Regions from separate parts of the Zea mays genome. Here region 2 is linked to region 1. Evidence: chromatin contacts called from public Hi-C data. All regions are on one chromosome and are shown on one strand. Each heading gives the region's core, a stretch centred on a gene start, on an enhancer-like site or on the middle of the called end of the contact. The rest is flanking DNA. Distances are from core to core; before and after follow the strand shown. Region 1 has its middle 14 kb from the start of LOC100193403. Region 2 holds the start of LOC103636232 (brassinosteroid LRR receptor kinase).

What was found. Hi-C and Micro-C count contacts between places; a contact is called where the count stands out from the background.
Region 2: a Hi-C map of tassel shows a contact between it and region 1, with 4 times the contacts expected there. The contact joins the promoter of LOC103636232 here to the enhancer-like site in region 1. A contact is called at or near these places in 7 of 25 Hi-C or Micro-C datasets (bundle sheath, ear, leaf and 2 more).

The regions. Positions count from the first base shown.
Region 1 is chr8:159,088,513-159,095,598 of Zm-B73-REFERENCE-NAM-5.0, reverse strand. No RefSeq gene overlaps it. Among protein-coding and RNA genes, the nearest start is that of LOC100193403, 14 kb to the right of the region's middle. Within about 2 kb of position 2,403, at least 20 of the 20 cell types and tissues checked have an H3K27ac peak or open chromatin away from gene starts, as enhancers often do. A contact at or near this core is called in bundle sheath, ear, leaf and 2 more, where this site is marked.
Region 2 is chr8:159,138,559-159,145,891 of Zm-B73-REFERENCE-NAM-5.0, reverse strand. It overlaps LOC103636232 (brassinosteroid LRR receptor kinase), which reads left to right and starts at 4,831. Exons shown (of 1, transcript NM_001322851.1): 1 at 4,831-7,333. The coding sequence starts at 4,971.

The sequences.
Region 1 (7,086 bases), core at 1,154-3,653:
GACCGGAGCACCGGATCCGCCAGCGAGGGGCCACCAGAGGGGACGTGGCTTGAGCTTGAGAGAGGAAAATAGGAGCAGAATATGGATCTTGGCCGGGACAGAGGGGAACGAAGTAGTTAGGGTTTCAGAGTGAAGGTAGAATGCTAGATCTAGGGGAATAACCGAATAGAACTTCACGAGAACAGCTATATCAGGACTCAGGAGCACCGAGCAGCACACAAGCAAGCACCAAAAAAGTCGCCGTCGACGGACACCAATTTAGGGTTACGAGTTAAGACAGATTCGACTTACAGTTTCAGCGACAGAGCGAGAGGGGAGATCACCGGAGTCGGAGCCGGAGCCGGAGAGATCACCGGAGGGACGAGCGACGGCGCCAGAGAGAGCGACGGTGAAGAGAGGAGAGAGCTGGAGAGGGACGAGCGAGGAGCGACGGTGTGTGAGACAGTGAGAGAATGAGAGTAGTGAGTGAGAGAGGAGAGGATATTTCTCTCCCGGACGGGCCTTATACGGGCCGGCGGTTACACGGGTCGTGCTCGGGCCAGGCACGCCGTGCTACACTTGCGGCCCAAGCACGGCACGGCTGCCGTGCCGGGCCGGCCCGAGCCCGTTAGCCACCGTGCCGGGCCGGGTCCGTGCCGGGCTTTTTTCGTGCCGGGCTCCGGGCCGCCCGCCTGGCCCGACCCGCTTGGACATGTATAGTCATCAGTCAGATCACTGCTCACACCGGCCGCGACCGCCTGGTACTGGAGCGAGCGACCTGCGGCCAGCCGTGTCCGTTGGACGGACTCGCGCGGACCCGATCAGACGGATGCATGCATGGGAAGTGAGGTGACCGCACGGAATGGACGACGGTGGGTACTACGTACGCAGTACGCCACTCTGCTGCGGGCTGCGGCGCTACCGCGCTATCAACCTAATCCCTGCGATTTCCTATTAGTTGTCGTTTTGGATAAGGTTCGAGTCAAACTTATAAAATTTTGACTATAAATAACTATTTTGTTATTTAGTTTTGGAACCTAATATTTATATGCGCCAATTTATCATAAAAAGTACTTTTATAAAAGTATAAATGTATTAAGAGTTCATTTGTATTTTAACAAAAAACATTGGTCAAAGTTATATTTTGGAGACCGTGTCGTTGTCCTAAACGACAACTAATAAGAAACCGGAGGGAGTACAGATTTTTGAGAAACCCAAAATTAATTAATAAAACCGCCGGAGCTCTTTTTTAGGCTACTTTGGGAACAGTATTTTTTTCAAGAGGTTTCTATTTTCTAAGAGAAATTAGTTCATTTTATTTTAGAAAAATATGAATCTTATGATAGAATAGAGTTCATAAACTAACCCTTAAGCCTTGTTCGGTTAGCTTTCAATTCATATGGATTGAGTGGGATTAGATGAGTTTAAATCACAAACAAGTTAAAGTTCTTTTAAATTTTTCTAAATTTTTTCTAATCTCATCCAATCCATATATAATAGGAATAATCGAACGAGGTCTTATCGGAATTCTCCAAATCTCTAATGGTATGAGCCACGTCCTGCACCGGTCGATATGATGATGGGCATGCATGACAGATGACGGACGAACTTGCGTGGCTGAGAACTCCTCACTGGAGTGATGAGATGGACGCAGACGACTCCCCCTCCTCCCGTCCCGTTCCATTCCAATCAATCAGGCCAAGACGCCCGATGGGTTTAGAGTCATTGGATTGGATGCTCGCTGCTACCTGATGGCTGAAAGCAGCGGCCAGTGTGAGTAGAGTAGCATGCATGCATGCTTAGATTAGGGTCAGGTCACAGCTCACGACTCGTGTGTTCTTCGTCCTGACCGTGGAGAAGATCAGAAGAGAGATAACAATCCGCACCTCTCCAGTTCCTCCTTGGTGCTGAACTGCTGATCGCAGTTCCCACTTCCCACCTGTACGCCCAGCGTTGGCAGGCAGGTGACGACTGTGCATGCGCCTGCATCGGTCTGGGTCTGCTGCCTGTCGTTACGAAGAGGAGGCAGGAGGAGGCGAGGACTGACGACAAGAGATAAACAAAAAGCAAAACTGTTGCCCCTGCCCATCTGATACCGAACAACTCAATGCATGTCGGCGGCGATGTCGTCGCGTCGCGCGAAAACTCTCTCTCTGGCCCAGCCCAGCAGGCGGGCGGCAAGGGCAACCCCCTCGCATTATTGGCTTCACAACGATGGAGAAGTCTGCTGTCTTCTGAGATGCGGATGGACGATGGAGGAGTCTGTCTTCTGAGATGGGGATGGAGAGAACAAGTCTGACGGTGCGACTCCCTCCCACACGGCAAACACGCCGGATACTGAAAGCGCACCGCACATGGCGAGAGCGCGAGAGACACACGCAAAGCCCAGGCCTGCAGGCTGCAGCGCGTGCGGCAGCCCAGGTAACGCCTGGACTGGGCGTTCCCCACTCCCCAGGCTCTCGGATCGATCCATGCGTCCATCCACACTGTCGTCACATGACCTGTCTCGGCGACCTCAAATGTCCGCAGGGTGGCTCAACTTGCGTGCACCCAGCTGTTTGTGTCTGTGCACTCGTTCGCAGATGTCGCTGCCGCCACCAGGGATCAGTGCCAGCGCTTCATTCGCTCACTACGATGCTTTGTTTACCGTCAACAAAAGTAAATCGTTCACTAGAGATTTCATACCACATTCCTTGATCACCAAACGGAAGGGAAGGTTGTCGTGTATAGTAGGACAATTCGGCAAGGTTAGACCTGCCGATATGGTAGAGAGTCGGTGCCGATCGGATCCACAACAACATCGAGGTAGAACGTGATGATATCATATTGAGAACTACGTTATCACGGATCACCAGATCTGTTTCCTTCCCTTCCGTCAACAAATTAGACGCAAAAAGATGTGAAAGACCTATCTCCCTTTTCAGAATCACGATAGAGAGCACACGAGACACGTGATGTATGGTTAGACGTCTGACATCTTTCTCTTCTATATCTTATTACGAAGGGGTGCATGTTATTTATATAGATGAAGTGAGACCCTCATGGGACGGTATTTGTCCACATAATTCTAATTCTAATTAGGGTTTCATAACAGTTTCGTCTAGCTTGCAGTGGAAAAAACTCATGACGCGCGGTCCAACAGAGTGAATGGAAGCCTATATACATAGATGAAATACTATAGTTTTGGAGCCTCATAGAAAAGCCAATTTTTATGCCCAAATTTGCAATTTCTCCAACAACATCAACATGTCTAAAAGGCTTCTGGCGTTGCCCTAACCTTTCGGCCTCTTTATCCAACACAAGCCGCCCATTTTCGTTATCCATGCGCCTCCTGCGTCGGGCCACGGCCTGCTGGGCCTTTGAGAAGTTCTATGCCTCAACATCCATCGAGGCCTCCTACGAAAGAACAGAACTACGGTCCAAAAACGCTCAAGATATTTCTTGTTCTTGTCAAACCTACCCCACAGTTTTGCTCCAATTCTTGTTCGGTATATCACGATGAACTTTATCCTGCGAATTGTGATGCCACCACGATCTTGGAATAACGCGCGTGCCACTAAACCCACTGGCCACTGTAGGCTGTGTAGTGTAGCGCTGCCGAAGCTAGCTTCTTTTTTCGTCGCTGTCGGTAGGGCTGGAAAATAAGCTCGAGGCTCGCGAGCCGGCTCGAGCTCGGAGCGGCTCGCGAGCCTCGAGCGAGCCGAGCCGAGCCTGCCTTTTGGACTCGTTCCCGTAGCGAGCCGAGCCGAGCTGGCTCGCGAGCCGGCTCGCGAGCTCTGTCAAATTACTTAATATGTATAATACTGGTGGATATTGGCTAGTTTTATAGGTTATCAATTTATTTCTTAGCTTTCATGATAGATATATGACAATTAATAATTTGGATTCCTCATAATAATGAATTATATTTTATATTTCACATTTATATACTAATAATTCACTATATAATACAATTAAATAATATCAGGGTGTGGCTCGCGAGCCGAGTCGAGCCGGCTCGCGAGCCGCCTTCGAGCCGAGCCGAGCCTGGTTCCTCAGCTCGTGAAATGGTCGAGCCGAGCCGAGCCGAGCTAGATCAGCCAACAAGCTGCACCGAGCCGAGCCGAGCCGAGCTCGGCTAGGCTCGTTTCCAGCCCTAGCTGTCGGTGTGACTGCTGAACGTAATAATAACACTGCACTGGTGGTTTTCGGTCGCTCTCGGTTCATGCATGATGCATCTGTTCAGATCTCGCGTACAGTACTGTGAATGGATCATGGATGGGCTGGGCAGCAGCTTGTCATGGCGTGCAAAAGATCTCGCAGGTGTCGCTGCCGCTACACCAGGGATCAGTACCCGCGCCTCATCCGCTCACAGTACTCCAACATCTTCAGCAATCAGCAGGCGAGGAAAGAAAGTGAAGAATTAAGTATTTGTCGACGTACGCCTGGAATGATTTGTTTGAACCACTAGTGACCACATCTGGCAAGGTAGATCATCAGGACTCGGCACCAACACACGACGTGGAAAATGGAAAAGATCTCGAGCGAGCGCGGCCTTTTTTTTTTCCTTCCGAAGTGGATGGTGGTTCAGGAGATTTTGCCAGCGCCAGCGGGTTTGCTGGCTGCTGCCGTCGAGAAGGAAAACGCTATCACGTCAAATTTTCTTTCATTGCTGAAAAAAAAACACTTGGTAAATTACTCGACAAAGAGTCTAATTGCGATAATGCAACAACAATAAGGGCCCCAGGTCGACCACCGTGAAATTGTTGTCGCCACATGAGCTAGAGGTTAATTACCTCTAGCAGTACTAGAGGTTAATAGCAAACTTGTTTTGAGATACATATGTTAAGGGTTAGTTTGGAAACCATATTTTCCTATGGTATTTTTATCGTCCCAAGAAAAATTAGTTCATTTTTTACTTGGGAAAATAAAATTTCATTGGAAAAATGGGGTTCCTAAACTAGCCATAATATTGTTTTTTTGTATAAACCTAATTTGATTTAAAAGAACTAAGGCTACCCGCAGTGATATACTGTAAAGAAGACACCACCAATATAAGGCTAGGTATAGAGTAAAATTTTACTGCAGTGGAGTACTCTATAGGTAGCTGTAAACTTATGGGGGCAAACAAAACGCTATTTACAGCGTCGATGCTTTTTTACTCTATCAGTCCACACGTCCATGCAGCAGGTACGGTGCCGAGCGCCATCAGCCGGTGTGGCAGTAGGGGACAAAAAAAAGATATATAATATATGTGGTGATTGGTATAGAGTTGGTGTATGGAGTAAATATGACTGCAGTAGATTATGATATAGGGTAGAGAATCTTGATGATGAGGATAGAATATTTCTTTTAGAGTATAAATTTAGAGTAGAATGAGTGCGGATAGCCTAACACTCGATAAGAGGTACGATGCATTTTTTTTGTACAACCGATGAAGTAGGTCTTTCGTGGTAAATGGTAATGGCTAGTATGCTAGCAAAGATGAGTGTGTACAGGCGGTTGTGCTAATAAGCCATCTTTTCAACTATGAATGAATCTATTAGCAAGAAGAATGGCGCCAATAAGCCATATTTTTGTTGGAATAGATGGGTTAAGGCAATTAATATTTCATGACCCGCACTATATGTTACGAAGTTAAAGGTTAATCCTATATTGCTATTTGAGGAAGACTTTGACCAACTAAAAAGGTGGACTCAGAATATATCTCTCGTGAAGTTGGGAGAAGGTGACCAGTGTGCCACACGAGCATTACAATCAGTTAAGACCTCCTGGTTCATGGCTCTCAATGTGATCATTACCAGTAACTATCATTTGATGATATTCAGATCTAACTGTTACCTGTAACCGACTATTGATGGTCATTATGCACTGGCGCTGTCTCCAAGTGTATCTAAATTCATCGTATCTTGCTGCGATTGCACCTATAAAATGAGCAGAGGGTCCTGTCTAGGAGCCCCTTATTCCACAATCAACACCTAGAGCCTTAGGTAGTCCTGCTTAGGAGACCTCTCCCTTCTTTCTCTGTTTTGTTGTTAGCTGTGCTAGATGTTCATTGCCACGACTCTACGAGCATAGAGGTGGCAAGAGCAGAGCCTCCAAAACGGTTATTGTTCAAGTGATCACTTGCTTGAGCGAAGAAGGGCAATCACGTTTTGGGGGCAGTGTCTTCTACACGACTGCTCGATCGACAATGCTACTCGGTCTACACTACATCAAGAGAGACAAATACATCAGCTAGCATAATGTCTACTCTATAGTATGATAGCTATGCCCAATGGTTGGTAATCATATTTATCACTATTATATTGGTTGTAGACACAATGGATCCACATGCACACCTTTTTATTGTCACTAGTACTTAATATTTTTATGGATTAAAATACAACTGAAAAGGTCTAACTTTGTGAGAATCAGGAAATGTGATATAGGACTTTTTCTGCCACTAGCTTTGCTAGTGTGCTCAAAACAAATGTTTTTTAGGGCACAACCTATAAAAGGTGGGGTCCAAGATGTTTACTATGGCTAACAGCCATGCAATGCTATTTAGTTCTCAAACCTATATCACCTAGACCACACATTGCTAAAGAGGAGTGTGTGTGCTTCAGGATGCAGATTCTATGTCAAGAGGGCAATAATTGGTGTGGTGTGACATGACATAGTAGACTCTTGCATAATGATGACCATTGTAAAACAAATCTGGGACGCACTGGATGCCAAATATGGGGTATCTGACACCAATAGGGAGTTATATATCATGGAACAATTTCATGACTACATAATGACAAATGGTTGCTCTATAGTAGAACAACCTCACGAGATACATGTACCGGTAAAAAAACTCAAAATTTTTAGTTGTGTGTTGCTTGAGAAGTTTGTGGTAGGTTGTATTATTGCAAAGCTACCATAGACTTGGATAAACTCAATGAGTATACCTCACCTGGTTGCAGTTATGCTAATTTCGGTGTACACCCTAGTGCCCAGTGCCATGAGTTGTGCTAATTTTTCTTACAATATTGAAAATATATCATTTCACTATATTCTGCTTGCATTCAACTTTCTAAGGAGATATAACATGATTTAGGGACAGGTATGTCACTTTCACATGTCATGATAGAGAATACATCT
Region 2 (7,333 bases), core at 3,582-6,081, 48 kb before region 1:
TCATCCTCATCATAGTCCTCATCCCCTACTGACGGTACCTGTGCACCAAACTCAACAACATCCCATATGCTTTTGTGGAGCGAGGTTAGATGAAATCGCATTAAATCGCTCCACCTAGCGTAATCTTCACCATCAAAAGTTGGTGGTTTGCCTAATGGGACGGAAAGTAAAGGTGTATGTTTGGAAATGCGAGGGTAGTGTAGGGGGATCTTACTATACTTCTTGCGCTCTTGGCGCTTAGAAGTGACGGAGGGCGCATCGGAGTCGGAGGTCGATGTTGATGAAGTGTCGGTCTCGTAGTAGACCACTTTCCTCATCCTCTTGTGCTTGTCGCCTTTCCGATGCGGCTTGTGGGAAGAAGATTTTTCCTTCTTCTCTTTGTGGTGAGAAGAGGAAGACTTTTTCTCCTTCCGTTTGGAGGAGTCCTTCTTCTTCTCCTTCCTCTTGGTGCGGGACTCTTCCGATGAAGTGCTCCCGTGGCTTGTAGTGGGCTTTTCGCCGGTCTCCATCTCCTTCTTGGCGTGATCTCCCGACATCACTTCGAGCGGTTAGGCTCTAATGAAGAACCGGGCTCCGATACCAATTGATAATCGCCTAGAGGGGGGTGAATAGGGCGAAACTGAAATTTACAATTATAAACACAACTACAAGCCGGGTTAGCGTTAGAAATATAAACGAGTCCGCGAGAGAGGGCGCAAAACAAATCCCAAGCGAATAAGCAAGTGAGACACGGAGATTTGTTTTACCGAGGTTCGGTTCTTGCAAACCTACTCCCCGTTGAGGAGGCCACAAAGGCCGGGTCTCTTTCAACCCTTCCCTCTCTCAAACGATCCCTCGGACCGAGTGAGCTTCTTTTCTCAAATCAAAGCCGGGAACAAAACTTCCCCGCAAGGGCCACCACACAATTGGTGCCTCTTGCCTTGATTACAATGGAGTTGTGATCTCAAGAACAAGTGAGAAAGAAAAGAAGCAATCCAAGCGCAAGAGCTCAAATGAACACGGCAAATCACTCTCACTAGTCACTAGGGCTTTGTGTGGAATTGGAGAGGATTTGATCTCTTTAGTGTGTCTAGAATTGAATGCTAGAGCTCTTGTAGTAGTTGAGAAGTGGAAAACTTAGATGCAATGAATGGTGGGGTGGTTGGGGTATTTATAGCCCCAACCACCAAATGTGGCCGTTGGGAACCTGTCTGTTCGATGGCGCACCGGACAGTCCGGTGCACACCGGACAGTCCGGTGCCCCCTGCCACGTCATCACTGCCGTTGGATTCTAGCCGTTGGAGCTTCTGACTTGTGGGCCCGCCTGGGTGTCCGGTGCACACCGGACATGTACTGTTTGATGTCCGGTGCACCGGTATGGGCGTGCCTGACGTCTGCGCGCGCTGCGCGCGCATTAAATGCACCGCAGGGAACCGTTGGCGCCGCAGGGAGCCGTTGCTTCGCTGGCACACCGGACAGTCCGGTGCACACCGGACAGTCCGGTGAATTTTAGCGGAGCGGCTGCCGCGCGAACCCGAGGCTGGCGAGTTCCGGAGACCGCGCTTCCTTGGAGCACCGGACATGTCCGGTGCACACCGGACAGTCCGGTGAATTATAGCGCGCCGGCTTCCGAAAATTCCCGAGGGCGAAGAGTTTGAGTTGGTGTCCTCTGGGCGCACCGGACACTGTCCGGTGCACACCGGACAGTCCGGTGCCTCCAGCCAGAGGTGCCCTCGGTTGCCTCATTGCTCCTTTGTTGAATCCAAAACTTGGTCTTTTTATTGGCTGAGTGTGAACCTTTTGCACCTGTATAATCTATACACTTGGGCAAACTAGTTAGTCCAAAGATTTGTGTTGGGCAATTCAACCACCAAAATTATATAGGAACTAGGTGTGAGCCTAATTCCCTTTCACTAACTCAGGCTACGGGGAACAAGACCGGCGTCCCATCCGGCTCACCCCGGTAAACAAGTAATGATGGCGCCCCGCATGCTCTATGACGACGACGGCTCTCAGCCCCCTTACGAAAGCAAGGAGACGTCAGCAAGGACTCGACAGCCCCGACAGCTGTCCTTCCGCCAGGCTCCAGCGCTCCTCCGACGGCCACGACACCACACGAACCGGGTGCCAAAACCTCTCCGGCTGCCACGATGGCATGTACTTAGGGCACTAGCTCTTCTCCGCTAGACACGTTAGCACACTGCTACATCCTCCATTGTACACCTGGATCCTCTCCTTACGCCTATAAAAGGAAGGTCCAGGGCCCTCTTACAGAGGGTTGGCCGCGCGGGGAAGGACGGGACGTCGCTCGCGTAAGGCCTCTCGCTCCCTCCCGCGTGGACGCTTGTAACCCCCTACTGCAAGCGCACCCGACCTGGGCGCGGGACAAACACGAAGGCCGCGGGTTTCCCCTTTCACGCCTGTCTCCCTCTGGCTTTTCCCCCCTTCGTGCTCTGTCTCGCGCCGACCCATCTGGGCTGGGGCACGCGGCGACAATTTACTCGTCGGTCCAGGGACCCCCCGGGTTCAAAATGCCGACACATACACACACAAACAAAGAAGAGAGCGCAAGAACAAAACGGTAGAGTGACAACTCGGAAACGCGCTCAAATCTCTCTCAAACACTTCGAAGGCGTGGTCAAGGAGTCTCGGAGTTGTAGTGTGCTCTTAGAATGCTTGGTGTATTGGTAGAGGCGCCTATGGGCCTCTTTTATAGCCCTAAGGGGCCAAGGAGTCGTTGCCTTCTCCACAAGGAAACTTTCCTGTCTGCGAGCTCGCTGGACAGTCCGGTGCGCCACTGGATTTCCAGTTGCCAATGGTCGCCCGACAATCTGATTGACTGATTTCCTTTTTGATGTGACACTAGATAGTCTGGTGCGTCACCTGACAACTACCATGTGAGCTAGTCGTTGGCGGCTGGTGCCTACCCACGGAGAGAGCTATTTGAGATGATGTCCGGTGCACCACCGAACTCCACTGACAAGGTTCAATATGCCAACTGTAGAAGTCCTAAAAAACAACTTATTTGCGTAAGTGGTCTGGTGAGCCACCCGCGACACTCCGAACCGGTACGGCGTGCCATGTCTTCACAAACCCAAAAACATGCTCTCTGAAAAACTATTCTGGTGCACAACGGGACTGATCTAGTCATCTAGTGCACCAAGTTCCAGAAAACCCACAGGATATCTTCTCTGCATACTCGGTCAAGTGCACCACCGGACTGGTCTAGTGCACCGCAGAGCAGTAGACTTGATCTAAACTTGGGCTTCTTTTCATGTCTCCACTTGGTTCTTCTCTTGACAATTCAATGACTTTGACAAGTGGACCTTGAGTGTATCCACACATTCTAAGTGCACATTGGTTTCATTTAATCCTCCAACTCGTGCCTCTTTTCTTAAACCTTTTGCTCCAATAACGAAACCTCAAACTCTAAAACTGAGCAATCTTCTCACTTTATTGAGTTCCAATATGTTGCAATGGTCATCAAGAACATATACAAACACTGGGATGACCCAAAAATCCATTCCTGATTGATTTCTCACCTTTGGCTTCTTCTATCAAAGTTTGCACAACAAATGAGCCCTTCGAAGTTCTGTCTTTGATACCTTTAGCTTGAACTTGGGACCATGCACATCACTTGAGCTAGCAAACATTGAGCCTTATGACTTGAACCATCACAATATGTATGTGTTAAGTTGATGACTTTAAATAATGTCTTCTAATGTTTTGATCTTCAACACAACATAACTCTTCACAGTCTGATCATTCTTTTGACCTCCTGCAAGTACTTTCTTTTTCACTTCAGCTTTGGTCCTTCAAACCTAAAAGCCCACTGTTCTGACATAGGATATACGTCTTCTAATATAATTAGTTTGAGGTATAAGTAGGATGAGTCGGGGACGACATCGTCCACTCGTTTTTTTAAACCACGCCGGCACCAAAAAAATACTTCGGTGTTTATATCACCTCCGCGTGACTCATTCAAACACTATAAAAAATAATGGTCGTCACTTCTTATACGTACAACCAAACATACACTAAGATTTTGAACGGGTCGATGGTTTAGTACAGCCCAAATCGTCATGCCCAATTGGTCTTGACACTCCTGCCTGCTGGCAGTGCCGCGCCGATCAAACACAGAGACAATCAGCTGCCGGCGTAACGGGAACTTGTCCATCTCTCACGGCCTCGCCATCATGATGACACACGCTCGGCTCACACCGGAAAGGTTGCACGGGCTCGTCACGACAGGGCGCTGCGTCGACCGCACGCACGCACGCACGCTGCCGCCGGATCGGATCCACTACCAGCCCACTCGCGCGCTACGGGAGTTGAAGACAAAAAACCCTCGGCGAAGCAACGCGGCACACGCGTCCGCCTTCTTCCACGCCCGCGGTCCGCCCGCCAGGGATCCCGCCTGCTCGGACCATGAGCTCCCGAATTCCCCAAACTGTCCATGCCCGGATGCCCCCCGTGGGTGGAGTGGCGCGCGGATTGACGAGCCCCGGAGGCCGCGCCCGACGGCACGTGACCCCGCCTCGAGCAGGACACCGTCTGCCCCGATCGGGGCTGCCACCGCCGTCGGATCCGATCGGGATTAACCTCGCCGCGGGCTGCGGATAAGCGCTGTGGTTAGAATACTACTAATCTCCATCGGCCCTCGGGTTAATTAGGGCAGCGATTCGAGATGAGGGCGAGCAGGCAAGAGCAGGGCACATGCCATGTGACGTGACCCCACCACCACTCCCTTCCCTCACCTACAGCTGTTAATTTGCTCCCGTCTCCTCCACTCTCCCTCTCTTTCACTGTTGCTTCTTCCTTCCTTGTGCTTCTCTCTCTAGGTATAGCAGCCCATTCTCCACACTCCCCCACCTCCCTCCTGCACTCACCATCTCCTCCCCACCTCTCCCTCCCTCCCGTACCATCTCGTCGGCTCCTCCCCCGTCGCCGTCCCGCTTCTTTAATGGTTTTATAAGGTAGCGCGCTAGCTCATGGAATCTCCGGGGCTGGTGCTGGTCGCTGTAGTGGCACTCTTCGTCGTCGTCGTGGCGGCCACCGCCTCCGACGGCGACGATGCCCAGCTGCTGGAGCAGTTCAAGGAGGCCGTGCCTAGCCAGGCCCCGGACCTGCGCGGGTGGAGCGCCAGCGATGGCGCCTGCAGGTTCCCAGGCGCCGGCTGCAGGGGCGGTCGCCTCACGTCGCTGTCGCTCGCCGCCGTCCCGCTCAATGCCGACTTCCGGGCCGTCGCGGCCACCCTGCTGCAGCTGAGCAGCCTCGAGACGCTCAGCCTGCGCGGCACCAACGTCAGCGGCGCGCTGGCCGCCGCGCCGAGGTGCGGGGCCAAGCTGCAGTCGCTCGACCTGTCAGGGAATGCCGGCCTGCGGGGCACCGTCGCCGACGTCGAGGCGCTGGCCGCTTCCTGCACCGGCCTTAGCGCTCTGAACCTCTCCGGCGGTTCGGTCGGTGGGCCGAGGTCTGCCGGCGCTGTCGCTTCTTCCGGATTTGGCCGGCTAGACGCTCTCGACTTGTCCGACAACAAGATCTCCGGCGATGGCGACCTCCGGTGGATGGTGGGCGCCGGCGTCGGCGCGGTCCGCCGTCTGGACCTCTCCGGGAACAAGATCTCTCGGCTCCCAGAGCTCACCAACTGCTCTGGGCTTGAGTACCTCGACCTCTCCGGCAACCTCATCGCGGGCGAGGTAGCCGGCGGGATTCTCGCTGACTGCCGTGGCCTGAGAACGCTCAACCTCTCAGGCAACCACCTGGTCGGCCCGTTCCCGCCGGACGTCGCCGCCCTCACCGCTCTCACCGCGCTAAACCTGTCAAACAACAACTTCTCCAGCGAGCTCCCCGCCGACGCTTACAACGAACTACGGCAGCTCAAGGTGCTGTCCCTCTCCTTCAACCACTTCAACGGCACCATTCCGGACTCCTTGGCAGCGCTGCCGGAGCTCGACGTGCTGGACCTCAGCTCCAACACCTTCTCCGGCACCATCCCTTCGTCCATCTGCCAAGGCCCCAACTCCAGCCTCCGCATGCTGTACCTCCAGAACAACTACCTCTCCGGCGCCATCCCGGAGTCAATCTCCAACTGCACCAAGCTCGAATCTCTCGACCTCAGCCTCAACAACATCAACGGCACCCTTCCCGCATCCCTCGGAAAACTCCGGGAGCTCCGGGACCTCATTCTGTGGCAGAACTTGTTGGAGGGCGAGATTCCGGCGTCCCTGGAAAATTTGGTCAGGCTCGAGCATCTCATCCTCGACTACAACGGGCTCACCGGTGGCATCCCGCGGGAACTCTCCAAGTGCAAGGAGCTGAACTGGATATCCTTGGCGAGCAACCAGCTGTCTGGTCCGATCCCGGCTTGGCTTGGGCAGCTCAGCAACTTGGCCATCTTGAAGCTGAGCAACAATTCCTTCTCGGGGCCAATACCGGCTGAGCTTGGCAACTGCCAGAGCTTGGTCTGGCTGGACTTGAACAGTAACCAGCTTAAAGGGTCAATACCGGCGGAACTGGCAAAACAGTCTGGGAAGATGAACGTCGGCCTTGTCCTTGGGCGGCCATATGTGTATCTTCGAAATGACGAGCTGAGCAGCGAGTGCCATGGCAAGGGGAGCTTGCTAGAGTTCACCAGCATTCGGCCTGAAGAGCTCAGCCGGATGCCAAGCAAGAAGCTGTGCAACTTCACTCGGGTGTACATGGGGAGCACAGAGTATACCTTCAATAAGAATGGATCCATGATATTTCTGGATTTGTCATTTAATCAACTCGACTCGGAGATCCCAAAGGAGCTTGGGAACATGTACTACCTCATGATCATGAATCTTGGGCACAACTTACTGTCTGGCGTCATCCCACCAGAACTAGCTGGTGCCAAGAAGCTTGCGGTACTTGACCTGTCACACAACCAGTTACAAGGGCCTATTCCCAACTCCTTCTCAACGTTGTCCTTGTCGGAGATCAACCTTTCAAATAATCAGCTGAATGGTTCAATTCCAGAGCTGGGTTCGCTGTTCACATTCCCGAGGATTTCATATGAGAATAACTCTGGTCTTTGTGGCTTCCCACTGTTGCCATGTGGGCACAATGCTGGCTCAAGTTCTTCAGGTGACCATCGATCCCACCGGACCCAGGCTTCGCTCGCAGGTAGTGTTGCTATGGGACTCTTGTTCTCGCTGTTCTGTATAGTTGGTATTGTCATCATAGCCATTGAGTGCAAGAAGCGGAAGCAGATCAATGAAGAGGCAAGTACCTCCCGTGACATATACATTGATAGCCGGTCACATTCTGGGACAATGAATTCCAATTGGAGACTCTCTGGTACTAATGCTCTCAGCGTCAACCTCGCTGC